Regions from separate parts of the Mus musculus genome. Here all the other regions are linked to region 4. The links are chromatin contacts, called in public HiChIP or PLAC-seq maps. All regions are on one chromosome and are shown on one strand. The core of a region is the stretch at or near the end of the contact, and the rest is flanking DNA. Distances in the headings are between cores, read along the strand shown.

Region 1 (3,688 bases), core at 993-3,492, 430 kb before region 4:
CTGGTGACAAGTTTGACAGTGGGCCTAGCAGTCTGGACCTCTCCCTAGCTTCACTCCCTTTCTTCAGACTTTAGGATGCCTCACAACGTGGTCTCTAGATAGGGATGCTACCTCAAATGAGCTGTAATGCTTGAGTTTGAATCCTGAACCTACAGCCTGAACAGCTCGTGGGAACTCTTACTGCCAGAATAAGGTGCTTGCTTGCTTCGAGCAGCATAAGTCTGGCTTCAGGGCAGCTGCCCATCTTTCCCTTCTCCAGTAGCCCCATCGTGTGCAGTCACAGAATGTCTTCCAGCTGTGAGAGAATGTCCCGGGCTCAAAACTGCATCCCTGCTGAGTATCCTCCCAGGGTCTAAACCAATTGTGGAAATGACTGGCTGCTAAAATATGGAACAAGGGAAATCAGTTCATATCAACAACATAAACTATCATCTGTCTGTTATTACATTCATTCAGCTGGGTCACATGTGACTCAATAATCAAATTACCACCCTATATATCTCCAATCTGTACATTCATTCAAACACCATGTGGACATGGGAAAACAAAGGTAATCTAAAATGTCATCTCTTTATTTTTTTAAAAAAAATATCTCTTCTTTTCTGTTATACATAAGTGAAAATTCATGTAAAAATGTGAACACTATAAAATAAAATAAGTTAAGGTCCTCAGTGAGCCACTTCCATAATTTGACATGCTGTTAACAGTTTGATACTTAGTTATTGCTTCTTCATATAATACAATATTCTATTGTTAATATTGTACAGATGTAATTGTCTTTTAAATTTAAGTGATTTTAAGTGAAATTTTGTTTTTAATGCATTAATATAGATCTTCAAAGGTGAATAAAATTTAAGTGGAGAAATACAATGTAATTTGTTTTCATTATTTATGCCCCAGCTTGGTTAAAGCAGCAATTTAAATATACAAAAACAAACAACCAAACAAATAAAAACAGTGCAGAAAGAGGAGGGAAGGGGAGGGGAGGGGAGGGGAGGGGAGGGGAGGGGAAGAGAGGAGAGGAGAGGAGAGGAGAGCAGAGCAGAGCAGAGCAGAGCAGAGCAGAGCAGAGCAGAGCAGAGCAGAGAAGAGAAGAGAAGAGAAGAGAAGAGAAGAGAAGAGAAGAGAAGAGAAGAGAAGAGAAGAGAAGAGAATCTGGCTACAACCATTCAATAAGTAAACCAGTAAGAAAAAGGAAATACTCAGAAAATTGAAATGTAAAGTAGTATTGGTGGAAAGGTTTACCAGATAGCCCACTGGAAGGCAAAGGTGAGGAAGATCCTGGGACTGAAGCAGAACCAGATAAAGAACTAACAAAAGAGTATAGAACATCCAGGCCTGACAATATGCAACTGGTACTGCCCATGGTTATTGCTAATGTGCAAGAAACAGTCTGCCTATTAGGTTATGTGGCCTTAATGGCGGGCACTAAGCTCAAAACTGTGCTTGGAGAACTGGATGCTGGGAAATAAATAACCAGCCCTCCAATTCCCTTTGCCTTCATAATCTCGGGGGTGAGCCCCACGGGCTGAACCGAGTTGGAAGGCAGAAGGCAAAATGTTACAGTTGGCAAGGAAGAGGAATCCTCTTTCTAAGCCGGGGCTCAATAAGGACAAAGCCATGTTCATCTGAAGTGCCAAGAACGTGGAGCTCAACAGCGAGGAGCTGGACAAGTTGGGTTGGCATCTGCCAGGTGCTGCATAAGCTAGAGATGAACTCAGACCTCAAGATACAGCTGTAAAAACTCAACATCACAGCTGCCAAAGAAATTAGAGTTGGTGGTGGTGGGAAAGTGATCACAGCACCAAGTTCTTCAGCTGAAATCTCTGCAGAGAACCCAAGATTGCTAGTGTGTGAATTGGAAAAAAAAATAGGGAGAGTTATGTCGCATTTATTGTTTGGGGTAGCATTCTGCTTAAGCCGACTTGAAAACATGTCCCAGAAGCGATTCCGCCCTTGAAGACTTTTTTTCCAAGTGACACTGTGTGCAAGGAGATCGTTGTGAAACTGCACAGCCCCAGCTCATAACGTTTCATTTAGACAGCGCAGTGTGTAAGAGGCTCATGGGCAAGCATGTTAAATGTGAACTTCCAGTGTTGATTTTAAACAGAAATGACAGAATAAAGCATCATTGACAGTAAGCCTGAGATTTAAGGCAGGCTGACAAGGTGGGGAAGAGCGGCTGTGGGGGATGGGTGAAGAATGTGTAGGATATCAAGTTACTTATTTTTAGCTCCTTCTGGAGAGCTGTCCTGTCTCATTTTCATTCAGTAGTGTGATGTTATATATCACGAAACCCTAGACAACAGTAGTTTCAACTCTGGAAGAGTTCTGACTCACTAGAAGTATCTTTCTCATTATAGGACAAAACAGGTTTTCTTTTTTACCACAATTGGATTATTTTATTGATAGGATGCATCAAAGGAGGTGAAAATGGTTGTCTATCTCTGTGTAGTTATGTGGTGAAACTCTTTCTCTGTATTTTCCAATCTAAGCACCACCTGACACAATCAGATAAAGATGAGCACTGTTCTGGGAAGTTAGAGACTGGGTCTAGTAGAAACTGGTTCCAGACAGGATAGATGCGAGGGGTTTCTAGGACTATTACTAGAAATATCTATGTGGGCTATATCATATATGCAAAAATGTTTTTTTCCTTCCTGTGGGCAAAGGGCAGAATGTTTTTTGTTTTTGTTTTATTTTGTTTTGTTTCACAACAGATAAGTCTGAAGAATACAGGAAATCTGGAGAAATAGTTACATTCTGTGGTTAGTCAGGGAGCAATAAACTCACAGGAAGACAGCACTCATTGAGTCCAAAGATGGCAAGTCAGCACTTTTTCTTGAACTTATGCCAAAGTGCCCATGGCAGGAAATTAACCTGGGTGAAGATAAGAGAGCCTGTTGGCTCCAGGAATGGCAGGAGGGATGAGCGTACTTGGCAGGGACAAGCAGTAATTAATGTTTCTGGGGACCAACCAAGAGTGACATGTTGTCTTGGGACAAAGTGGTCACATAGGTATCAGTATTTTCTATCATTGTTGCCAACCATGCCTTTGGGAATTAAAGATGCCACATGTGACGGTACCTGGGTTAACCCATACCTGCATGTGTGGGACCATTTTCTAACTAGCAGCTTCTTATTAAGTTTGTTTCTCAAGTGCTGTTATTGAGATTTTTCTTAAGATTATGCCTCTTTGTCCAGGTGGTGATGGCACAGGCCTTTAATCTCAGCACTTGGGAGTCAGAGGCAGGCGGATTTCTGAGTTCAAGGCCAGCCTGGTCTACAGAGTGAGTTCCAGAACAGCCAGGGCTACACAGAGAAACCCTGTCTCGAAACAACAACAACAACAACAAACTCACAAACAAACAAACAAACAAACAGATTACACCTCTTTGGTTTGTGGTATTCCAGAGGCCTTAGTTCAAACAAGACCCTGTATATTCCCACCTGAACTGGAGAGTGAGATTCTGTCTCACATTGAGATAACTTCGTGATACCTTCCTGATTAGAAGTTGCTTTTGGGAGGGCCCACATGTGTGTGCAAACCACAGTGAGGATACCTGGGTGAAACAGGCTCTCAGAATTTAAGAAAAGCATGCTAAGAATGAAAGCTTTGTATCTTGGTCTTCAAAGTATGCAATGCTTTTAACATCTCTGAAGTTAGGTTGTATTTACTGATTTTAGC
Region 2 (3,609 bases), core at 824-3,323, 400 kb before region 4:
GTGTTCCAAGAGCAAACCAAATCTAAAACCCCAATACTGCAGTTTGTTTTTTAACCAGCGTGGACTTCTTTAGTGCTCCATTTCAAGACTCTGCTGGGAATGATTTGATAGCTCTTGCTATATTGCCCAGTTTCTGTTTCTGGAAGGATTGTCCTGTGCTGTTTGATAAAGAACGACTCAGCCTTCACTCCTGTATTTTGCATCAGCATCTGGGTTTGGTGAGACCTGGAGCCTCCTTGCCTGTGCTCTTTAGTCTAGTTCCAGCAATGGGCCTTGCTCTGCTCTTCGCTGCACTGGCACTTCAGGTCTTGTTTCTCTTATTGCTCCCGAATTTTCACCTTGGTTCCAGCCCCCCAGCAGTTGTTTGCATTGGTGAACCCCTGTTAGTGCACAAAATGTACATTGCAGACATGCAACCCTCACCATGGAAAAACTGTTTCTTTAGTCTGCTGCATGGCTCTGGGCTTCACATCGAGATCTGGTTCCTCCAGTATGCAGTGCACTATTTTAAAACTCATGTGGTTCGGTTGCAGATAGGTTTGGAGTTAACGCAACCACAACAGTGTGTATTCCCTGAGCTTCAACGTCTCTCAAACTCTGACTCATGGGAGACTTTGGAAAGCTTTGGGAGAGCTGCTAGTTAGTGCAGTTATTTCACAGGTCTCGCATGAGAGATCTCTCTGGGATTTATGCTGTTGAGCTGTGTGTTTGAACTGTTAAGCAGCTTCTTTGCACTGTGAGGTCGTAGAGCAAGCTCTGCAGAAGGCCAAACAAGACTCCACTGTCCTGTTTGCCCCTGTTTAAGGCAGACCCAGAGCATCTTTAGAGTAGAAAGCAGAAACTTTACATGTGGCAGAAGCAGTTCAACTTTTGCAGCTACTCTCAACAGTCCCACTGTGTACTTTAATTGTTTTCTTCTTTCCTTTGGGACCTGACATTCCTCTCTGCTGTACAGTCTGATGGCAGCATAACTAAAGTCCGAGCAGAGAGCAGACACAGATGCATGTGAGCTTTCATAAAACATTAACGTCATGAAACCTCCATCAGAGAATGTTTTTAAACAGATCTAATCTTATAAGCTTGTTGGCACTTGGTATTCACTGCCAACTATTAGTAAAGAAAGTTTAGGAATTGACCAGAAGTTTAATTATTAAAAATGACTATAGAAATTGATATTTAACATGTTCAAATCTCCCTTTATTCCCAATACACACAAATCAAGGAATAGAAAAAATCGGTTTTAAATGCCACCTTTAAGCTATTAAACTTTTTCCCTACCTAAATACCTGCACCTCATAGGGCAACCATGTTCTTCTTTGTGGTGAAGGAAGAGTATAAATTTATACACTATAGTCCATGATTGTGTGAGCCAAATCTAGAGTTGGTTGTTCTTATCAAACAGTTAAGTGAGAGTATATATGTTCCAGCTTAACCCTCCCCATAGCACTGAATCTGGTACAGCGTGGGAACTAACATGGACGTATAGCATTGCAGAAGGTGAGGGCCCTCTAGCTCCGCCACTCCTGTGCTGTACCACTTAGGACAAGTACTTGTTTGTGATCTTGTCATTTCATTTGTCAGTGAAGACCATAGTATACTTCTCTAATAATGTCTTTGTGACCATTGAAATTAATTTATCTACAGTCTTAGACTAGGACCTGGCAGAAATAATACAATAGTAAGACAATATTTGTTGTCTCAAACTATTGAAACTAAAAGCCTAGCTAGGTGTAGGGACACATACCTGAAATCCTGGCTTCTCAGAAGGCTGAGGCTGGAGAATGGTTTTTAACCCAAGACCCGTGTGATGTAGTGATATTCAGTCAAAAGTAAATTGGGCATCAGCCTTATACCTTATATTTCCAAGTGCCAATAAGTGCAAATTGCTGTAGTGCTCTGGACAGCATGCTCTCCATTAGTGCTCTGTTGCCCAGAGGGGTAGGTCATTTCTCAGCTATTCTGGAGTTGAGAAATAGTGACTCTTCAAGAATCTCAGTGTGGGTTGATTAGAGATTCAGATAGAGAACCCAGGCTTCCTAACTCCTCGTCAGGTGCTGGACAGCGATCAGGATGGCTGCCGGGGAACAATGGCTTGACTGTTCACAGGCTGACCTTCCAGGTCCAAATGGAGATTCCAAAACAAACAAACATGAGTTCTTGTTTTTGTTACCCTGGGGTGGAAACTGCTTGAGACTTTGGGGAATTCAGTTCATTACTTTGAGTCTCTGACTGTCTCGGGCTTTCTTGCAGCAGAGTTCCTGTCATGACTTTGTAGTCCTCCATCACACACGCTCCTCACTCTCTAGCACTGAGTTCTTAGTGAAGGATTTGTTTTCCCCAGTACTTACACTTCCCATCCAAATTCACATGCCCTCATACACTCGCCTAACATGTGAAAAACCGCAGACTTTACAGAAAAGAGTTACAGGATCGATCAGTTCTGTCAAAATATTTCCACAAGCCTTTCCTTTATTTCTGTAGTCACTTAACTGCCTTCCTTATTGTAGTGTAGACTTTTCATAGTCTCTAGCAATTTTCAGAGGAGACAGTAGGCTGTAGACTCAGAAAAATGCTGGTAAATGTTAGAACCATATGACCTCTTCCTTGAAATTAGTCTTTGGGGACTTTGTAGAAAAGACACTTTACAACCAAATGTTCTAAGACACTGGACAGTTGAGACACCATGCCTTGTGGTACAAAGAGAGCATGGAATACTATGGCCTCCCTGTTTTGTGTCTCACCAACTGAAAACTGAAAAGAATATCTTAGCTGTGTTGATCACCTTTATAGTAAAAGACCAACTAGGGTTTTCCATTGGAATAAGGTTTGGGAAATGCCAATCACGAGACCTTTTTCTCATTTGCCAGGAGGAAATGAATTGGTGAATAAATGCCTTAGCATTTAGGTTTGGGGTGCAGGTTCCCTAATCTAAAAGCCAAAGACCGCAGACATCACTTCTTAAGACAGAGCTGCATAAAGAACATTTTTCATTAGGAAGCCTAAAAATTTGCCTTTCCCTATTCTCCCTCGATCCTGAAGTCTTTCTCAGTTTTCAGTGACTCGTAACATTTCCCTTTCCTTGGAAAACCCAACACTATACATCAAAATTCAAGTTTAAACTGAAAACAATTAAAACCAACAATCAATTAAAAATTAATCACTTTACTCAAAGGCCAAGTTCCTACAAATATTGAGGAAAGTATTTTGATGTTATTCTAGAAATATTCTGGCAGCACTGAGATTTCTACTCGTAGATAAGTATACTTTTAGCTCAAAACTAACATTTCTGCTATTGGTTTTCATCAGAAGAAATATGTTTGTAATTAAATAATAGAAGTAAATATGTAGTTTTGTTTTCTTGTTCCAGGCAGACTATGCAACCCAGGTTTGTCTACAAGTTACTGTGTAGCCCAGGCTAGCCTATAGAACCTTTAGCTCCCAATTTCATCTCCGTAAGTGCTAAAATTATAGGCATTTTCTTCCATGCATAATAGTTTTCCTTTTTATATATTGAGAAACTAAAGTTATAATACTACTTTAAAAGAGAAACATCAACACATTATGGATTAAAGGATATCCCATAGCAAATGGAAAAGTCACCTCCAGTCT
Region 3 (3,436 bases), core at 578-3,077, 440 kb before region 4:
ATTATCCCCCTCCCATTTGTGTGTGCACACAGGTGTGCATGCCTGCATCCATGTATGCCTTTACTTATGTTAGGAGCAGAAAGGAAACCAGCAGGTAAATACATTAGGGTTTCTTGGGTATAAGAAAAACAAAACTTTACCCAAGCTCTAAATAATTAACATGATTTATTAGCTATTTAATTGAAAAAATAGGGTGAAGAAATATGAACCCCTTTTAGCTGTTTAATCCCACCAAGGGCCCAGTTTCTTTCTCCCTTTGGCTTTCTCTAATGCCTGCTTCATTCTGAGGCTGGGTCCTCAGGATCCGTCGCTACTGTAGGCCCATTTTGCCTGAAGTACTCAGCAAATATCTCTGATATGTCATTTGCTCAGACTGAGTCTTGTCCTTGTTTTTGAAGGAATCACTGTGACCAAGGGGATGACGTACACCAATCAGTTTTTAAAGCCTGCATCCTCCTCGAGAATGTGTGTAGGAAGTCTGTGGCCATATACTTCATCAATTAACTTGCAAACACCCCAGTTCACAGTTAGACTATGCCCTTTGCCTTTCTGAGAAAATACTCAGACAACTGCAGAGGGGAATGTGAGAGGAGAATATATCTGTAAACATCATACATGCAGTTGATATTCATATTCATAGATCTCATGGTTCTTAATTTACATCATCACCACCACCATGTCTCTGTAATGTCCAAATAAAGACTTGGGATGTTTCTTGGTTATTTACAATGTGCTGAGTAGTGAAAACCTTGAGCCATCTGATGTTGAACAGGATAGTGCATGGCTGTCTTCTCTCAGCTCCTGACCTTGCAAAGATCTGTTCAGCACCACATTCCTCTCATCTTTGTACTTGGAGCATGATTGCATTGCTTACAGAGACCTCCAAGCGTGCTGCTGAAGTGCTGCCTAGTGTGTCTAAATGCTAGACTGTGTTGTTCCTTATAGGAAAACACATATGGTAGGGGAACTTCACTCTCCAACATGTTGTAGTCCTGCAGTTGGTTGTGAGTTCTGTGTCGAAGAGTCAACAATTCATTGTAAACAAGGTCCTTTACAGAGGACCATGCGTTAAATAAGGTTCTGGTTTGATTGAGTAATAAAAATATTTGACCTGTGGCCCAGAGGAACTTTGCCTTCTATTTCTTCTGAGTAGTTCAGGAAGAGTTAACTCAGTGTTCATGGCGACTTTATAGATACTGAAAGCATCAAAAAGCATGAGAAGTAACCATCTGTCTGATGACATCTACACAACAGAGAAAATAATACCTTGGTTCAATGTCAGAGCCAGGATTTAAATATAGCACGTGAAGATAAACTAGTAATCAAGTTCTGTTTAGTCCCCTTAGTTGAAAGGTAAGAGTTTGGAGTGTTTAGGTAATATGAAGGACCACACCTATCTGTTGAAAGCTGTTCCTTCATTGGGACCCTGCTGGTCACATCTTTGTCAGTTTCTCTGTAATGGTAGGGCAAGATTTACAGCCTTCAGCTAAATATTCAGAGCTATGTAACACAAGCCTTGTAGGATGGAGCGAAAAATAACATGTTAAAATCCACAGTCTTGTCGCAGACCACATTTTTACCTCCTTGTCCTTTGTCACATCCAAACCAAACAAAGCAAAGCCCTGAGCTGCAATGGGAGAGCAAGAAGGTCGATGCTCACACCTGGGTGCCACTGGGGCTGGATAGAGGGTGTCTTCAGGGTGCAGGGCTGTTAGCCTCCTTCTCTCTGACTTCCGTTACCCTAAATCTTGGGGGCTGAGTTGCTAGCAGCAAGGATGCTGACTGAAAACTGTCACAGCAGCAATCATTACAGTCTGGGAGCCAAGTTTGACTGCAACATATGTCTTCAATTTTAATAGCTCAGTTCCCCAGATGCCCTAAAGGAGAATATTGCCTGAGAAGGAGCTTTTCATGTAAGAATAATTTGTGTTAAGTAGCTCAGTGATCTGTTTGTTAGGTTAGAGCTGACAGTTTGTTTATATTTCTAAAGGGGTATGATGAATGGGGGAGAAGTTGATGCTAATTAGCCCAAATTGTTCCTAAGAATGTAGAGGCCTTTGCCAGTTTCATTGTTTCTGTTTCTTTGCACATTTTAAATAATTGAATGGAGCTCAGACCATTCATCATCATTTCAGGAAAGATGGAAATAAATGAATTTAGCAAAGGTCTTGCATGTGTGTTGGAAGGTGTCACTTTAAAGGGCAATTAGATAAGACATCAACTTGGGCCGATGTAGACTAGTCTAACTCATTGGCATAAAATATCAAACACCAACGTTTTCATTTACTTCATTAATTATCTCTGTCATCATAGAAGGATATAGCTTTTCGATTTGAAGCCCCCCCCCCCAACCTCTGCTTCCTTAAAGAAGTAGCGGTCTATGTCAAATTGAGCCCTCAGCTTCTGGACAGAAAGGCTGTGTGTCTACACCTCATATGAAATCTTCCTTCCATTCTGTGGCATCAAACAGCACAAAGCAAGTTGTCTGAGGATGAGGTCCACACCTGGCCAGGGTGATTTTGACAAAAGAAACACACAGGGCTTCATATAAATGTATGAATTGTACAGAGAGAGGCAACCTGCCAGTGGGGTGGTTTTTGAAGAATTCTCCTTTTCTTATTTCCTTATATGTTAGATTTCATAGTGATATAATCCGAATTCTAGGATATTGCTTCTGTGTTGACCCAACACCTCTGTGTAATTAAAGGAATATGAATGGATTATTTCATAAACATGTATAAATATAAATATATATGTTGTGAATACATATATTGAGAGTTGAAATAAAAATGAACTAAATTTAGAAAGTTTATGACTTTTCCCCCTATATTTTATTCCTCTTTGGAAGACATTCTTTTTTAATTTATGCACATAAAACACCACAGGAAGAGATGGTATAAATTTGTGGACTGTGGAGAATGAGAGAACATTTTTGAATCAGGATCTTTAAAAGGGGTGAAATTTGAGTATGATTAAGTTAGGAAAAAGCCTCGCTTAGAGCGGAAGTCAGAGACTCTGTATACATTATGGGCATGTCATGGCTTTTAAAAAGTTATGTTAGACTTCTATACAAATTGTGAAGGAATTTGTATAACCCCAAACAAAATTCTGTGTGGTTCTGAACTCTTAAGTAGGAGAGAGACAAAGAGACAGAGACAGACAGACAGACAGACAGACAGACAGACACACACACACACACACACACACACACACACACACACACAGAGAGAGAGAGAGAGAGAGAGAGAGAGAGAGAGAGAGAGAGAGAGAGAGAGAGACATACACACTGTGTGGGTGGAGGTGGAGGTGGGGGTCTGGGAGAGAGAATGAGTAAGTAGTGGAGTTAGAATTCTGGTCAGAAGCAAGCCTTACTGTTGGCGGCCTGGTCATTAGCATTGCCTGGGTGTTTTCTTGATCAGTAGTTTTCTTGGGAGGA
Region 4 (3,922 bases), core at 177-2,676:
ATCCGCCAGCAGGCGGTCCCGGATCTCCCAAGCGAAGATGCCTGGGTCCCTCTGCTTGTAAGTCCGGATGTGTTTCACCACAGTAGGGGTGGTGACCCGGGGCTTGCTCCCCCCAATAGCTCCCGGCAAAATCGAACCGGTCTCGTTGTAGCGCGCCAGGATCTTGCTGACGCAGCCGTGCGAGACCCGTAGCTGGCGGCTGATGTCACAAGGTCGGATGCCCAGTTGGGCTAATTCCACGATGCGAAGCCGAATGGCGTTGGGCAGCGGCCTTCCGTTCACGAACACTCCTCCCAGCTGGTTCACCTCCCCGAAGGCTGGCTCTGCAAAAGGAGCACAGAGCGCGCCACAACGCGCACCAACTGCTTGGGACAGCCGCCTGCCACTCGGCCTCCAAGAGCGTCCAGGGGCAGGGTTATGACACCCTTCTATAAGGACTGGGGTTGCCCCGAAACCAGACTGTTCCGGCCTGAGCCAAACGTCTCAAAACAAGCTGCGGCCAGACCTCGCTCCTACTTTGCGATTCCCAACAACAAACAAGAAGAGAGACCCAGGGCAACTCCGGACACTTAAAACTCTCCGAAGCAGGCGGGGAAATCGGTTCTGAGGCTCCAGCGCGCCCCTCTTTGCCTGCCTGGTACCAAAACACTCGGCCCTTGCTCCCTTCCACCGCCTTACCCCTCCCTTCTGCGGGGTTAGACGCAGTCCAGAGAAAGCTGGGGGGGGGGTGTTTTTGTTCTGTTTTGCTTGCAAGTGTAAACACGTGTGCAACAAAACTTGGATTGACACTGGAGCTGCGAGATTCGCCAATGCCACGGCCCTCTTCCCTTAAATCGCAAAATGGCATCAATTGTCACCCAGTGGCTCTCACAGAACCCTTTCCGCCACTGACCCTTGGAGGGTGCTTACAGCTCGACGGACGCAGTCTGAGTCAATACAGCGCGGTGGCGCGCCTCAGCTCCCTCCCTCTAGCCCTCGCCTGCTCGCTCCCTCCCTCCTCGGATCTGACAACGTCCCCCATCAGCCACTCACCCATTGCTCTGAGCAGTACACCAACCCGGCCCCAGTTCCGCACTCCCAGAAAGAAACTTTTTTCTTGTTCTCACTGAGCCGGCCTGTCGCTGCTCCAAGCCGAGGGTGCCTTGGCTTCTTCCCGGGAGGAGGCGACAAGAGTGCCAAAGGAAAGAGTAAAAGGAAGTCTGTGCCGGGCTGAAAGAGGCTTGAGTTCTGCATTTCAATCTAAGCAGCAACGTGGGCTGGGCTGAGCAGGGCCGGGCGGCTCAGTCTATCACTCACTTGTGACACACCCCAAAAGAGGTGGGCCCGCGAGCAATCTGCGTTGTAATTGGTGCAGGCCGGTGAGTGACAGCTCAGTCCGGGAAACTCCTTCCGCCGTCTGTTTCTGGCTGGCTCCGCACCTGGGTGACTAAATACAATGAATAAGAGTGTTTGACGTCTTCCCAGGGGCGCCGCAAACAGAGTGCAAAATCAAGCTGATAAAAATGCTGAATAAGCGAACAGAAGCTTTGGTCTCGGTTTGAATAACTTTAAGTGGGTAGAGACCGAGGACACCTTTTGGGGAAGAGATGAATTTGTCAAATTAAAGTTGGAGGTTAGAGCTCTCAGAGAACAAGTGGCACGACCCTTAAGGGATGACTGAGAACTACCTGTCATGCTGACCTTTGGGGACTGTCAGAATCTTGTCCACAAATTCTATCTCCTTCCAGTTCACTCAGGATGGGGAGAAGTCGAGTGGAGGAGGCGCTTGAGGTGTAAGGACAAGAGACTCCTTCCCGTACCCCGCCCGAAGTGGTTAGTCCAGCAGTGAGGGGCTAAACCTCAGTCAAGCAGGATCCTAGCAGAGGCCAGGTGCAGTGAGGAAAAAAAAATTAAAAAACCAGACTAAAGAGGAGCACAGGACGTCCACGGGGAAGGAGGGTTGATCCCCGGAGCGCTGGTGGCAGTGGCCACGTCCATCCCATCCCACCCCCTTGCATCACTCACCCAGGGTCCTGGTTTCCGTGTGTAAGAATTTGCCAGGGTTCTCAACACCATAGAGCCACCTTGAAAGGTTTGATTTTAAATATGAAAGTCAGCCCCAAGGAGGTACCCGCTGACACTGCCTCTGAGCATCTGTATGTAATTCCCCGCGACTTCAGCTTAGCTACCACAGATGCTGTGTGGTTCTGCCTACCTGGGGATTTTTCACTTTCATTCACCCAAATCCGAAACGGATAGAAGAGTTTGGGACAGAGAAATGCATTTCTTTATGGAGACAAGGTTGTGACGTATGTGGACGAAATAAGGAAGAGAAGCATTGTGAATGGATTCGGGTATTTGTGTGACACCGGAAAGTGGATGATATTACTTCGTCTCCATCACAACAGCCCTCTCTTTAACACATATCCAGGATGTAGGTGATGCGCGCACTCTCCCGAAGGTTCTGCACACAAAGAAATCAGAGGAATCCCGATGTTCACCAGTAAATGACAAGAGCCCAGGACGTCTAGTAATCAGTCTTGGAGCTGACCATTGATCTCCAGGCATCTGCTTCTGTGGTGGGTGTGCACCCTGAATTCAAGTTACAATCAAGTTAAGGATTGAAAGATTACTTCAAATGTCTTTTATTGCAGTCAGGTATTTCCACAATGAGGCTTCACAAATAGAAATACTTGAACATAGCCCCCCCCCCCCTTTATTTGTTGGTTTCAGATGTTCAAAGTCATTTCAAGGCTCGACTTTGTGGTTTCATCCTTGTCTCCGCTCAATACTTGTATTGCGTAGTCAGGTGCTTTATAACAAGGAAAGCCAAGATTTCAGAAGCACCCCCAGCCCCATGCTATAGTATAAATTACTTGCAACTCAGAGACTGAGTGGAGATCAGAACTTCGCCTGAGACTTGCTCACAGAAGATACTGTGCTCTGCTCCGTGATGAGGAACCTTCATCCTCACGGGCAAGAAGTGTTCTCTGAGTGTGCTCTTTGCTCTACTTCCGTGCACCCACTGAGTATTTCACACCCTTCTGAACTGGTGTACAGAGATAGTGCCCCAGCCCGTGTGGACTAGCAAGATGTGGTGTCCTAATGAGAATCTAGCTACATCAACCCGGAGTGATCAAGAGACCTGTGTGTCTAGTTTGGGGTTTAGTACATAACATCTACTGCCGCCCCCTTTAGCTGTCGCACACCTCCCTTGCTCTTGCACAGGTCTACTGTTGGTCATCTATCGGTTTTTTTTTTTTCTTTCTATCTGTTGGACCTGGCTGTTGGTGATCTCCCTGGGCATGCGCGGACAGCATTTTACTGGGTCTCCTCAGTGTCCCTCAGGCTCTCCTACCAGAATATTCTTGGAGGCCCAGAATAAATCAACCTTGGGCACTTTGGGCCACTTTCAGCGCCCATGACCACCCGGTGCTTAGAGACCTTATAAACCGAAGATGCTGGAATAGAGGAGAGCCATGTCATCTCCAAGAAGGGGCCTGTGAGGAAACTCCCCTTCCCAAGCAAGGGCACACAGTGCCCTAGGGATCAAGTAGCCACAGATCCCAGGAGTCTTAGCAAAAACCAGGAGGGCGGAGATGTGTGAGGTGAGAGACAAGAAATGAAGGAGTGGGTAGAAGAGGGTAGGAGATGGAGAAGAGAGCCCTCCAGTGAGCCCTAGTGGACATAGAGATGCAGGACTTCAAGAAAGAGCAAGGGTCACTGAGGTCCAGGGCCCCTGGTTACTGAGATCTGGATCCAAGAGGTCATGGGGGAATCAGGAGAATTTTTACTGAAAGGAAAAATCTAAGACCAAAACCAAAACACAACCAGAAAGGCCTGCAGCTGGCTCGGGCCAGAAGGAAACCAAAAGCCTTTCTCTAAACTCCAAGGCCTCCTCTGGGGCGACCCCTTCTCTGGGTAAATATTTACTCAGTAGGAG
Region 5 (3,860 bases), core at 1,201-3,700, 480 kb before region 4:
TTTAAAGATTTATTTCTTTATTTTATGTATGTGAGTACACTGTAGCTGTCTTCAGACACACCAGAAGAGGGCATCAGATCTCATTACAGATGGTTGTGAGCCACCACGTGATTGATGGGAATTGAACTCAGGACCTTTGGAAGAGCAGTCAGTGCTCTTAACTGCTGAGCCATCTCTCCAGCCCCACATTTTGGATTCTTTTTTTTTTTCTTTATGAAAATAAATGTGACTTTTATTAACTTTTATCTCATCTACAAATTTAAAAAAAAAAACATAAAGTTCTTAAGTTTTAAGGTTACCCATATAAGTATAGATAAAAAGTGAAATTGTGTTTGCTTTTTGCTCTTGATGAAATAAGGGCTAATCCTGTATTTAAATATGCATCATTTCCCTTTTTCCTGCCTTCTTGTCATATCTTACAACGATTTATTTATTTATTTATTTATTTATCTATAGTTTTAAGGTTTTTTTTTTCTTTTTTTCTTTTTTCTTTTTTATTATGTACTGCTTCCCCTTCTAAATCTAGCTTCCAGTGGGGTTTTATAAATTTCTAATGAGGAATCAATGAGATCGACTTATTTAGATGTTATATTACCTAGGGTTTTGTTTTGTTTTTTGCCAGTGAGATGGGAAGGTGTCAGCAACCAGGAATAAGGCAGAGCCCGCAGGACTGGATAAACAGGACATCACATCGAGAGGGCTTCAGACCTGCAGCTCTCCCAGCTGCACCTAGACAAGGGGTGTTTCTTTTCTCACTGCAGTTGTGTGGGTTAAAACTGTGACTCTGCGGCAGTGCTCTTTGAACATCCTTGCCTGTACCTTTCCTTCTCACCCATAAAATAGAGATATGGCACAGTCTACTTCAAATGCTGTTGGCAGGACCCAAGAATGGACAAATGTAAACGTCCATTACATTTAGGGTACTTAGTATGCTAACCTTAAGTATCTAGGTGTCTTTTAACAGTTTTCTTTAAATTTTTACAAATGGTAGCTTTATATAAATATGTGCCTATATATGAACTATGATTCCGAATTTACTATATAAAATGTATTTTTCTGATTTAGTGTCTAGAAATTTAACCTTATTTCATTGAACTCAAAATTCAGTTTCCTTCTCAAAGTTGGATATCATTAGTGTTAATCTTTTCACCAAAGTGATCTTTTTATTTCTTCAATGTAGTCATTATGTAGGTTCTGGAGATGTCTAAGTCCCATAATAGGTCAAGGGGAGAAATTCTGTTGAAATTTTACTTTAAGTCAACATATGATGCTTAAATGTACTTATGGGATAAAGAATTTTGCTTAATTCATATTGTTATAGTTACCTTATTAAGTATTTAGGGTCTCCCCAAGATCATTTATTTTAACAAGGGATTTATGTTGTAGATATTCTATTTTTTATCATTCGTAAGATTATTTGAGGTGTTAAAATTATCTAATATTATTGTGAATACATTTTCTTGATCATTATTAATCAAAGTGAGAAATAAAGACCCCACCTTCTTGAAATGTATTTTTCCTGTATCCCTGGAGAGAAAAGATGACCCAAATGCTCAAGAAGTTCCCAAACATCATCTCCTCTTTCCTCCTGGTTCCTCCCACTTAAACAACACACATGCACACACACTCCCCTCCTCCTTCCCTACGCACACCCACTCCATCACATACGCAGATGCATTAAAATACTTCCTCTCTGGGCTCCAAGCAGCTCTCCTGTTATGTACATGCCAGCATTACTTTGTCACCGTGTCCACGAGCTGATTTTCAAGTCTTTTCAAAACTGACACCCTGAATATCTATGAATTCACTCAGGAAACATTTCTTGAGTGTTCTGTGTCTGCCAAACCTCGTGCTAACAGGTTTGGTGGCTGTTCTGATTTTAACCCTGTGGATTGTACTGTGTAGGAAGGGCGGTAACATTAGCCAAGCCTGTTTGCCAGAAGGCGTGGCCTTGATTCACCAGGCTTCACTACAAGTTGATATTTTGCTTTTGGAAGTTAGAAGCATTGCAGGAAAATACTGCCAGCTCTTTTTCCTGTTCCATCCAAACTTTTTTTTTTTTTTAACTTGCAAAGGAATCTGAGTGTGTAAAACTTTCCATTATGAGCCACCTGTAAACTTAAAGCAGTCCAACTGTTTTTTCAGCTGCCTATAGCTCTGTTTCTCAGCTGACTAACACTGACAGATAAAGATGACTTTCCCCTGAGATGGGCTGTTCTGTTCCTGGCTGTTCTGTCACCACCAGGAGGGACAGCTCCCCTGATCCACAGGGAACATAGAAAATGCAGTTTACAGATGCAATCACATGCTGACTAGCAACTAAAATAATAATAGTCAAATAATGATTTCATTGTTCCTCCGTGTCCATGGCAACTGGGAGGTATGCAGTTAGGCTTAGACACTGCCTGGGGTTTGTTCTTCCCCTCAGATACTATTGTTCTGAGAAAATGTACAATCCATTCTGACATTCAGGCTGAAGAGGTCGACCCCTACCCTACATTTACTATAGTGGTTTTAGATCCTGGAGGTAATTACTTTGTCTTTTATACTCACAAGCCCTTGTCTTTTTAAAGTTCTACTTCCTGGCTGTTTGTACCTCTTGTATAGTCAGTGATAGTCTCCGTGCCGGAATTGGACAGAGCTCTGTGGGTTCTGCCCTATCCAATTAACACCATTGAAACCTTAGACAAATTTCTGAATTTTTCTATTTTTCATGTTCTTATTTAAAAAAAAAGACTTGTGATAACAATAGAATCTTTCTCCATAGGTTGTTGTAAGTTAAATGAAATAATACACATAAAATACATGTTCTACTTATTTGGCCAAGCAGCCACATGAGCAATGAATGCTAATCTTCTGGGCAAGACTCCCAAAGCAGTGTTCTTAGCCTGGACACTTGGGAATCAGTTAGGTAACTTTAAAAGAGACTAATGCCAAGGCCACACCCTAGACAAGCTCAATCAGTCTCTAAGGATTGAATTAAGTACTCACCAGTGTTTAAATTGCTCCATTTGATTCCAGTGTGTAGTGGAAGTTGAGCAATACTGTGTTTAAGGGTAAGGCCTCACCATATTAATGTGCCCAGAAAAAATATGTGCATGAGAAATTTACTAATGATGATATTTTGATAAGAAGGTGATAAGATAGCCGGGCAGTGGTGGTGCATGCCTTTAATCCTAGCACTTGGGAGGCAGAGCCAGGTGGATTTCTGAGTTCAAGGCCAGCCTGGTCTACAAAGTGAGTTCCAGGACAGCTAGGGCTACACAGAGAAACCCTGTCTTGAAAAACCAAAAAAAAAGAAAGTGATAAGATATAGAAAAACACAAGAAGTGATGCATATGGGGGGGGTGATTTTGAGCAGTTGACTTTATTTACTAAGCATCAATTCTAGGTTTTTTTTTCTTTCTCCCTTTTTGTCTTGCCACAGAGTCTTATTCTGTAGTAGTAGTTGGCCTGGAATATGAAGTCTAGACTGGTCTCAAAGTCATGATGACCCTGAGTGTTGAGACCATAGGTATGAAGCACAATGTCTAGGCAGTTTCTAGTTCCTTTATTCTATCAAGAGAATTCCATTATATTTCAATAGATCATTTTGTCTTAGTAGACATGTTAGTGATTCAACTTTAAACTTCTGTAAGAGTTTAAAAATAAACATTTACTCTAACCTCCCCCCTGCCCCCCCCCCCCCCCCGAGACAGGGTTTCTCTGCATAGCCCTGTCTGTCCTGAAACTCACTCTGTAGACCAGGCCAGGCTGGCCTCGAACTCAGAAATCCTCCTGCCTCTGCCTCCCGAGTGCTGGGATTAAAGGCGTTCTCCAGTACTGTCCAGCTACTCTAACAGTTCATATTTGCTTCTCTG
Region 6 (3,406 bases), core at 461-2,960, 380 kb before region 4:
CTGCAAAGCATTATGTGGACTAATTGCCAAGAACTTGTGAGAAATATCATTTAGACTCAGGAAAGCTGCAACCCTGGGTCCCGTTGGAAGGTAAATATGTCCTGCACCGTGACCAGAAATAGTAATTGTCAGAAGAACGTCTGAAACTTTCCCCTTTGCTTTAAACTACCTATGCAACTGCTCTCTCTCAGTATGATGTACTATTTGTTGAGAACTGAGTTAAATGTACACAACGGAGTGAAAATACACTTAAAATATGACTAGTGAAGGAACAGTCTATAATGTAACATTTTGCCAGTGTTTGAAAATCAGTTCATGTTGCTCTGTATAAATGTTTACTACTTCAGTGCTGGGACATGCTAGGCATGTGCTCTATCACAGAGGTATCTCCTTTTCCTACACACATACATATACATGTAAGCAGTGCACTGGTGATTCCAAGTTGACTTAAATACAGCCAGAAAAAGAGACCAAGACATCTCGGCTTTAATGTGCTCCATCAGAAAATATAAAGAGATGTTTTTAAAAACACGTAATTTATTAGAGTTCCACATGTGGAAGCACCTGTGTGTGTTAGTATGTGTGTATGTTTGTGTACGTATCTGTATGTGTGCTTGTCTATGTGCATGCCTGTGTGTGTGCATATTTGTGTGTCTGTGTGTGAGAGTGCGTATGACCATGTGTGTGCATGTCTGTGTGTAAGTGGGAGAATGTGCATGATTGTGTGTGAGGGTGCATGTATGTGAGACTGTGTGTGCATGTGAGCATGCAGGTGTGTGCGTATGTGTTGCTAGAGTTTGAACTTACAGTTTGCACATAACTGGCAAACGTCCAACCATTTAACAACATTCTTAGCCCTGGAATCATTTTTTTAATATTTATTTTTACTATCCTTAGTTATGTGAGTGTGTTTGGATATGGGTACACCACAAGAGTTCAAGTGGTGTAAGAACTGTATGCGCTCATAGTTGTATGTGCCGAGCTATCTTCCCAATCTTCTGGATGGGTGAATTATTTTATTCTGAATATTGCAAATCATAGAAATCTCTTCCACGAGTATATCCTTTCACTCTGCTTCCTTATTAATAATTGTTTTTCTTCTAAACCATCACTGGTATGCCATGGCTTCATTGAAAAACATTTGTACTACCAGAGTAGACTTCTCTAGGGGCATAAGAGGTGGCTATTCTTTGGTTGCTCTTCATAAAAAGTTCTCCATATAAAAATTATCTTTTTAGTTATTTGGAAATGAGGATATATCATTTCAGCAAAATTTGAAAAACACTATTTTAAAGTTAATGATAGAATATTTTTATCAACATAGATACTAGAGGTTCTTACTATAATGTAATTACGTATTGTGCAATTATGTCTTGGAAGATTTAATCAATTGGTATTTGAAAACGCTTATAGGTAAAGTTTTTAGAAGATTACGTTTCTTGAATTCTTTATACAGTGGAATTTCTGATGCTACAGTAAATTAAAAAGTTGGATGATTCTCATGTGAGCTCTTATTTCACCAATACAGAACAACCTTGAGCCACACTAGAGCAATAATTACTTAACCTAAATCAGAGCCCAGCCCAGGCCAGACAGCTGGTTTCATTTTGTTAGGAGATCCATCTGATTTACTCTTTGAGTCAGCTTTCATTACTGCAGAAGACAGAACTCCACTTGAGTTTTTAACCCTGAATTCTCTGCCTTGTTTGCTGCCTGCTATAAAATTGCATGGTTGAGCTGCCACAGCCGCTGCACACACGCTCAAGCTACTGTACGTCTGTCTGCAGGAGCTCCACCAACGCTTGGAAAAAGGGGAGCTTCCCACAAAGAGATAAAATCTGGGTCCTTCTCACAGCTGTACCAAAACAAAAGAACAAAACAAAACAAAATAAAAAATCCCTGACTGTGGGAGTCTAGGGATAGCTATTTGGAATTGATACCTGATTTGAGTTCCTTTAGGAGCAAAAGGAGCCATCTAAAAAACAGTCATTTACAAAGCACTGTGTCTGTCATTGCTTAGCCATTTTGAAAACTGGACAAATGGATATCAGAGATTCAAGCAAAAGGCTCATTTTAAATATCAGTTACTGGTAGCTACATTTATTTATTTATTTATTTATCTATCTATTTATTCATTTTAAAGCTTTATTTATTTATTTTATGTATGTAAGTATACACTGTAGCTGTACAGATGGTTGTGAGCCTTCATGTGGTTGTTGGGAATTGAATTTTTTAGGACCTTTGCTCGCTCCAGCCAGCCCTGTTCGCTCTGGCCCAAAGATTTTATTTATTATTATACATATGTACACTGTAGCTGACTTCAGATACACCAGAAGAGGACATCAGATCTCATTACGGGTGGTTGTGAGCCACCATGTGGTTGTTGGTATTTGAACTCAAGACCTTTGGAAGAGCAGTCAGCCCTCTTTCCAGCTGAGCCATCTCTCCAGCCTACAAATATATTTATTAGGTGTCAAGTAATGACCCTTAAAAACTTGCCTTACATGATATTGTGTGTCTTCATTTAAATCGTGACTCAAGTCCATGTAGACACGAGGATATACTAATATTTCTTATGCGGTTCTTGTAATCCCACGAGTGTGGTTTCCAGCTTCTAATCTTAGACTTGCGATGTTGTAGTAAGGTAGCTTAAAACACTTGGTAGGATTGTTGTCATTTGGGTAAAACTCTCTTGGATTTGATGGGTATGATCACCTCTCTCACCTCAAAGAAACTGCCTGTACTCTTTATATAAAGCCAGCAGGAAAATAAGTTCTCTGTGGCAATATAGAAAAATGTAAGTGGCATAAGCCGCAGCCTGACAACTATAGCCTTCTGCCATAGAGGACAGTATTCCTGTCTGGAGTATATAAAATTCTATCCTGTTGTGATCCTGTAGCTGTGTCATTTGTTTGAGGAGATCCTGTGATGTTCAAATAGTGAAGAAATCACTTAAATGCGTGGGTCTCAGGGTATATCCTGGTCTTAAGGAGTGTACACCTGTATTAAAAGTCTTACCACACTCTTTGATATATTCTTGTTGACTACACCTCTTCCAGATTTTTACAGTTTTCTAATGGGGGGGGGTTCATGGTTAAATAAATTTTATAAATTTTTCTGGTGGGCGGTAGTGGTGTCATAATACATGGTAATATACTCTGAGATACTTAGAGAAGAAAAAGCTACTTGATATAGTTTATTTTATTGTTTTTGAGTATAAGACACGATATCACTTTATTTGATAGTATAATATCTCATACAATAACTCATAAAACTTTTGATATTGCTTTATGTTGGGCATAGCTATCTAGATAATCTGATTTCGTATTTTCTCCAAACACACAAATATACACACACAGAAACACACACACACACACACACACACACACACACACAGCAGTGTAAT
Region 7 (3,896 bases), core at 287-2,786, 260 kb before region 4:
TTTATATTTTTACAAAGTGTGTGTTTCTTTGTTTCATGGTATAATTAATTAATGATTGCTGCTTTGCTGATGGTGTGTCAGATGTATGTAAGAGGGGGCTCTGAACACTTACTTGGTAAATTTAGAAGAGAATATCACTCAAGAATTTCTTTAAAAATAAATGTGTTTTTATTAATTTCTTTTAAATTTGCCAAAATACTTTCTGAATGTCAATGTATATCAAGACCGCCTTGGATAGTGGAGAGAATCTGAAAGGTTTGCTTGCTGAGTGTAAGCTGTAGGGTGCTGAATCCATTAGCTGGCAGCTTTTAATTAGAAATTAGATAAATGTTGCAAATTAATATTTGCCTTGCAAAAAAATGCAAGAAAAAAATAGCAAATCATGTCAAGACATCAGTGTTCCTTGAAGTTCTGTGTTGGGCCATCTCTCATTTGCAGATTCATTCTCGATAGTCTAATTCCCTCCCAGGACCTGGGTGATCCTGACATATATGTCTCTCAAATAAGGATCTTATCATTTGGTACCCAGCAGTTCCTCATCTCCAGTGTCAGTGCCTAGCACCCGCATCCACAGTTCTCTGCTTCACATGCCCATCCCTTCTGCCCCATTTCTATTATGAATTCATACTTCCTTCCACCCTCATAAGAGCGGAGCCCCCACGGCCTAACCACCCTTCAGACCCCTCTACCTAATAACATCACAGCAGTGATTGAATGCTGATTTGAACTTGGGAAGAGGAAACATTCAAGCTCAACAACATCTAAGATGAAATCATCCAGACTACGTTGCTCCTGGGTTCACCACTCTTGGTTCCACCTGAGGCTTCATTCTCTCCAGAAACAAGGACCTGCCACTTTAGAGTACATAAAAATGTATGCCACGGGCTAAATGCACTCTTGTAGGGCCTCAAAAGGTTTGAAACAGTGGCAGTGCCTTTGTAATATGCTACAGATGGCCAGGTTGGTAAGTTTATGTTAGTTCAAACTGGTAAGTTTCTTTGTGAAAACACACACACACACACACACACACACACACACTCACTCACTCACACGCACATCACATCAAAAATGATCATTTTATTTGTCCTTTCTTTAGATTTTGATAGCTGACTTGGGGTAATTTGGACACAATGTGTAGTGTAAAGTGAACTACTTTTAAAATAGTTACTGGTGCTTTATCTGTTTATACACTGCACATCTAGGTACACGGTAAACATTCAAAAGTAGGCCCTAGTTGATTTTCCGGGCCTTCTACAGCATCTCAATAAGTGTTTATATTAGGTCAGACTTTGCAGTGTCCACCGCATTCCTGCAGCTATAATCCCTCCATTCCCTCATACGGTCCTGTGAAGTAGGCGTGTTCTCTAGAATGCCCAGCCTGCACCCAAGAGAAAGTGACGGTTAGTGCAGGGTCTGTGTGCTTCTGAGCCTGTAGTGGGTTAGCTGATAGCCAGAGGCAGGACCTGTTCACTCACAGTGGGGACTGGGACTTGTCTCTAATATATTCTGTAGATCCATTGTTAAGGGCCACTGTGGGCCTTGATAGCCATGTTTACTGTTGTTGATAGAGATCAAATGACTTGCCAGAGCTCAGGCCTTTTACTTCATCATCTGTTCCTGACAGTCAGACACCTTGGCCGTCTGCAAACAGTCTCACAGTGCCAAAATACTTCTTGATTTTAAGGTTTTTAAAGTAGAAACAATTTTTATAAAATCATAGGGATATGCCCAAGTTTTCTCAGTTCAAGTTCTTTCGATCATAACAATGTGTGTATTGCAATTGACCTTCTGAGTGTTTGCTACCTTTAGCACTCTGTCTGTAGCAAAGCAGTTTTCAATCTGAAGAAACACTCTATGGTCTGTAGAAACACTGCCATTCTCTCACTTCCCAGCAGACAACACTTAAAGCAAACCTGTCTCCACGTTATTTCCTCTTTCTCAAGCCACACCCTGGACACTCTTCCCTTTTCTCCATTCGTCTATAGCATATAACTTGAAACATATCCAATTCTCAGGTTTGGCGACAGTTCAGGACCAAGGGACAAGGTCACAGAGATTATAGACTGTTGAATGTGTGACGAGGCGGCTCATAAAGACTCCGGTCAGATGTCCTTCATTTGCCTTTAATTAACTACAGCTGCATTTTATGTTGCAAGCTGATCTTTGATCTGTTTTCCCCTTCAGACCTCTGTGCTCAAGGTAGTTAAAAACAAACTAGGAGGCCAATTTTAAAGACAAAAAGAAAAAAAAAGAAGAAGAAAGAAAAAGAGAGAGGAAAAATCCCTCCGGGATAATCAAGTGACAGTTGAAGCAACCATGAGCTGTTAGCTTTATTCATTAGAGAATTTTAAACATGTCAAGAACTAGAATAATGTCCCTGCTGTTAGAGCAGCTTCAACAATGAAGATTACAACAGCTTTGGGACACATGAGTGGGCAAACTTTCTCGTGAAAACAGTTTATTGAGGAGCCTTTTACTACAGTGGCACCGCATCTAGCTTACACAGTTTCACAGGAGAAAGATTGGTTCAATATGCATTGTGAACGCCGGACCTCTAAGAGTGGCAGATTTATTGTGCAACCTTACTCTAACCCAAATGGTCCCTGCAATTAGGTTTACAAAAATGTCCTGCAAGTTCTCCAGTAGAAGTGTCTAGCCTCTGTTTTTCCACAGAGCTTGTGCTGAGCCAGGTAGAGTGCATGATGCAGCCTGGGTTTTAGCGTGGTAATCACCATATAAACTCTGATGCCTTTGTAGTTTTGTGTCATTGACAAACTCTTCTTCCACCTTGGAAGAATGCTGCAGTCCCACCAACTTTAGAAAACATTAGCCAGGCGTGGGGGTGGTGCACGCCTTTAATCCCAGCACTCGGGAGGCAGAGGCAGGTGGATTTCTGAGTTCGAGGCCAGCCTGGTCTACAAAGTGAGTTCCAGGACAGTCAGGGCTAGACAGAGAAACCCTGTCTCGAAAAAAAAAACCAAAAAAACAAGACGAAACAAACAAACAAACAAAAACAAAAAAAAACAAAAAAAAAAGAAAGAAAGAAAAGAAGAGAAGAGAAGAGAAGAGAAAAGAAAAGAAAAGAAAAGAAAAGAAAAGAAAAGAAAAGAAAAGAAAAGAAAAGAAAAGAAAAGAAAAAGAAAACATTAGAGCCCATAATGAAGAGTCTTGAACAGTAGCTTTAGAAAGATGTTAGGCAGGAGCCAATCCCAATCACATCCAAGTGGTGTTTCCTGTGCCGTATTTCCCAGTTGTTGAATTCCATAGCAGCATTCTCATGGTTGAGGAATGTTGGATTTCAAAGGGAACTCCACTCCATGGGCGTTCATCACTCACCACTGAATCTTCTTCACAGCACTCTTCCTCATAGATGCCAGAGAAGACTTGGCCTTGCCACTTCTACTGTAACCCTTGACATTTAAAGGAAACAAACACCGTTCTGTAGTTGACAATATTTTGTGTCCTTAAAAAGAGATGTTGATGCCCAGGACAAAAATAAGAGGCCTTTTTAAAAGTAGCTAATTCACTTAGGTTCTGCCCAAAGATATATATTCCATCTATGTCTCTGTACATGTGGACCTGTCCACCATCAAACATAAACCGTTGCGAGCATTTCCCAGTCTACAGTGCTCACCTTACCATATCACCTGTCTCTTTCTTGGACCTTGGAATCATGTCAGGGATCTTGTCATTTCTTTCTGATAGAGGACTTTTTTTTTTTTTTTGGTGAAGAATTCACCCATGGAAAAACAATGTCTGTGGGAAATGTAGACAGTTGTCCTAACTGACTGAATATTTTCTTACTAATATAATTTTTGCTGATTCTTTTTGATTTTCACATCATGCACCCCAATCTCACCCATTTCTCAATTCCTCCATATCCATGCTTCACCCAA

The links. HiChIP or PLAC-seq counts read pairs in DNA pulled down with a chosen protein or histone mark.
Region 1: an H3K4me3 HiChIP or PLAC-seq map of craniofacial prominence shows a contact between it and region 4, with 6 times the contacts expected there. The contact joins the enhancer-like site here to the promoter of Pax9 in region 4. A contact is called at or near these places in 12 of 39 promoter capture datasets (the 3T3-L1 cell line, 3T3-L1-derived adipocytes, cranial neural crest and 6 more), 1 of 15 datasets of contacts at CTCF or cohesin (the NIH/3T3 cell line), 3 of 484 Hi-C or Micro-C datasets (embryonic fibroblasts and embryonic stem cells), 6 of 115 datasets of contacts at active chromatin or transcription factors (craniofacial prominence, embryonic midbrain, embryonic stem cells and 2 more) and 1 of 9 other capture datasets (embryonic stem cells).
Region 2: an H3K4me3 HiChIP or PLAC-seq map of craniofacial prominence shows a contact between it and region 4, with 4 times the contacts expected there. The contact joins the enhancer-like site here to the promoter of Pax9 in region 4. A contact is called at or near these places in 6 of 39 promoter capture datasets (cranial neural crest, frontonasal cranial neural crest, hippocampal neurons and 3 more), 1 of 484 Hi-C or Micro-C datasets (embryonic stem cells), 8 of 115 datasets of contacts at active chromatin or transcription factors (craniofacial prominence, embryonic limb bud, embryonic stem cells and 2 more) and 1 of 9 other capture datasets (embryonic stem cells).
Region 3: a contact with region 4 is called in an H3K4me3 HiChIP or PLAC-seq map of craniofacial prominence, with 7 times the contacts expected there. The contact joins the enhancer-like site here to the promoter of Pax9 in region 4. A contact is called at or near these places in 10 of 39 promoter capture datasets (the 3T3-L1 cell line, 3T3-L1-derived adipocytes, the HPC-7 cell line and 6 more), 2 of 15 datasets of contacts at CTCF or cohesin (the NIH/3T3 cell line and stem cell-derived epiblast-like cells), 2 of 484 Hi-C or Micro-C datasets (embryonic stem cells and palatal mesenchyme), 11 of 115 datasets of contacts at active chromatin or transcription factors (craniofacial prominence, embryonic hindbrain, embryonic limb bud and 5 more) and 2 of 9 other capture datasets (embryonic stem cells and pancreatic islet).
Region 5: an H3K4me3 HiChIP or PLAC-seq map of stem cell-derived neural progenitor cells shows a contact between it and region 4, with 129 read pairs. The contact joins the enhancer-like site here to the promoter of Pax9 in region 4. A contact is called at or near these places in 18 of 39 promoter capture datasets (the 3T3-L1 cell line, 3T3-L1-derived adipocytes, cranial neural crest and 11 more), 5 of 15 datasets of contacts at CTCF or cohesin (the NIH/3T3 cell line, embryonic stem cells, liver and 1 more), 107 of 484 Hi-C or Micro-C datasets (the MC3T3-E1 cell line, the Patski cell line, Sertoli cells and 45 more), 29 of 115 datasets of contacts at active chromatin or transcription factors (the NIH/3T3 cell line, astrocytes, craniofacial prominence and 16 more) and 3 of 9 other capture datasets (adipose tissue, embryonic tail and pancreatic islet).
Region 6: an H3K4me3 HiChIP or PLAC-seq map of craniofacial prominence shows a contact between it and region 4, with 4 times the contacts expected there. The contact joins the enhancer-like site here to the promoter of Pax9 in region 4. A contact is called at or near these places in 6 of 39 promoter capture datasets (cranial neural crest, frontonasal cranial neural crest, liver and 3 more) and 3 of 115 datasets of contacts at active chromatin or transcription factors (craniofacial prominence, embryonic limb bud and stem cell-derived neural progenitor cells).
Region 7: a contact with region 4 is called in an H3K4me3 HiChIP or PLAC-seq map of embryonic limb bud, with 3 times the contacts expected there. The contact joins the enhancer-like site here to the promoter of Pax9 in region 4. A contact is called at or near these places in 8 of 39 promoter capture datasets (cranial neural crest, embryonic stem cells, frontonasal cranial neural crest and 5 more), 1 of 15 datasets of contacts at CTCF or cohesin (the NIH/3T3 cell line), 14 of 115 datasets of contacts at active chromatin or transcription factors (craniofacial prominence, embryonic basal ganglia, embryonic forebrain and 9 more) and 4 of 9 other capture datasets (adipose tissue, embryonic tail, liver and 1 more).

What each region holds. Positions count from the first base shown.
Region 1 is chr12:57,119,590-57,123,277 of GRCm38.p6, reverse strand. All of the region lies in intron 1 of Slc25a21 (solute carrier family 25 (mitochondrial oxodicarboxylate carrier), member 21), which reads left to right. Among named protein-coding and RNA genes, the nearest start is that of Slc25a21, 76 kb to the left of the region's middle. Within about 2 kb of position 2,242, at least 6 of the 459 cell types and tissues checked have an H3K27ac peak or open chromatin away from gene starts, as enhancers often do.
Region 2 is chr12:57,091,820-57,095,428 of GRCm38.p6, reverse strand. All of the region lies in intron 1 of Slc25a21 (solute carrier family 25 (mitochondrial oxodicarboxylate carrier), member 21), which reads left to right. Among named protein-coding and RNA genes, the nearest start is that of Slc25a21, 100 kb to the left of the region's middle. Within about 2 kb of position 2,073, at least 8 of the 459 cell types and tissues checked have an H3K27ac peak or open chromatin away from gene starts, as enhancers often do. A contact at or near this core is called in craniofacial prominence, where this site is marked.
Region 3 is chr12:57,137,587-57,141,022 of GRCm38.p6, reverse strand. The region is part of intron 1 of Slc25a21 (solute carrier family 25 (mitochondrial oxodicarboxylate carrier), member 21); the gene reads left to right. Among named protein-coding and RNA genes, the nearest start is that of Slc25a21, 58 kb to the left of the region's middle. Within about 2 kb of position 1,827, at least 6 of the 459 cell types and tissues checked have an H3K27ac peak or open chromatin away from gene starts, as enhancers often do. A contact at or near this core is called in craniofacial prominence and second pharyngeal arch cranial neural crest, where this site is marked.
Region 4 is chr12:56,692,975-56,696,896 of GRCm38.p6, reverse strand. It overlaps Pax9 (paired box 9), which reads right to left and starts at 1,426. Exons shown (of 4, transcript NM_011041.3): 1 at 1,033-1,426; 2 at 1-323. The coding sequence starts at 1,036. It overlaps Gm15524 (a long non-coding RNA gene), which reads left to right and starts at 2,130. Exons shown (of 3, transcript XR_003950120.1): 1 at 2,130-3,922.
Region 5 is chr12:57,178,096-57,181,955 of GRCm38.p6, reverse strand. The region is part of intron 1 of Slc25a21 (solute carrier family 25 (mitochondrial oxodicarboxylate carrier), member 21); the gene reads left to right. Among named protein-coding and RNA genes, the nearest start is that of Slc25a21, 17 kb to the left of the region's middle. Within about 2 kb of position 2,450, at least 35 of the 459 cell types and tissues checked have an H3K27ac peak or open chromatin away from gene starts, as enhancers often do. A contact at or near this core is called in adipose tissue, fibro-adipogenic progenitors, neural progenitor cells and 6 more, where this site is marked.
Region 6 is chr12:57,075,080-57,078,485 of GRCm38.p6, reverse strand. All of the region lies in intron 1 of Slc25a21 (solute carrier family 25 (mitochondrial oxodicarboxylate carrier), member 21), which reads left to right. Among named protein-coding and RNA genes, the nearest start is that of Slc25a21, 120 kb to the left of the region's middle. Within about 2 kb of position 1,710, at least 4 of the 459 cell types and tissues checked have an H3K27ac peak or open chromatin away from gene starts, as enhancers often do. A contact at or near this core is called in craniofacial prominence and second pharyngeal arch cranial neural crest, where this site is marked.
Region 7 is chr12:56,950,556-56,954,451 of GRCm38.p6, reverse strand. The region is part of intron 1 of Slc25a21 (solute carrier family 25 (mitochondrial oxodicarboxylate carrier), member 21); the gene reads left to right. Among named protein-coding and RNA genes, the nearest start is that of Gm30001, 55 kb to the right of the region's middle. Within about 2 kb of position 1,536, at least 10 of the 459 cell types and tissues checked have an H3K27ac peak or open chromatin away from gene starts, as enhancers often do. A contact at or near this core is called in embryonic limb bud and liver, where this site is marked.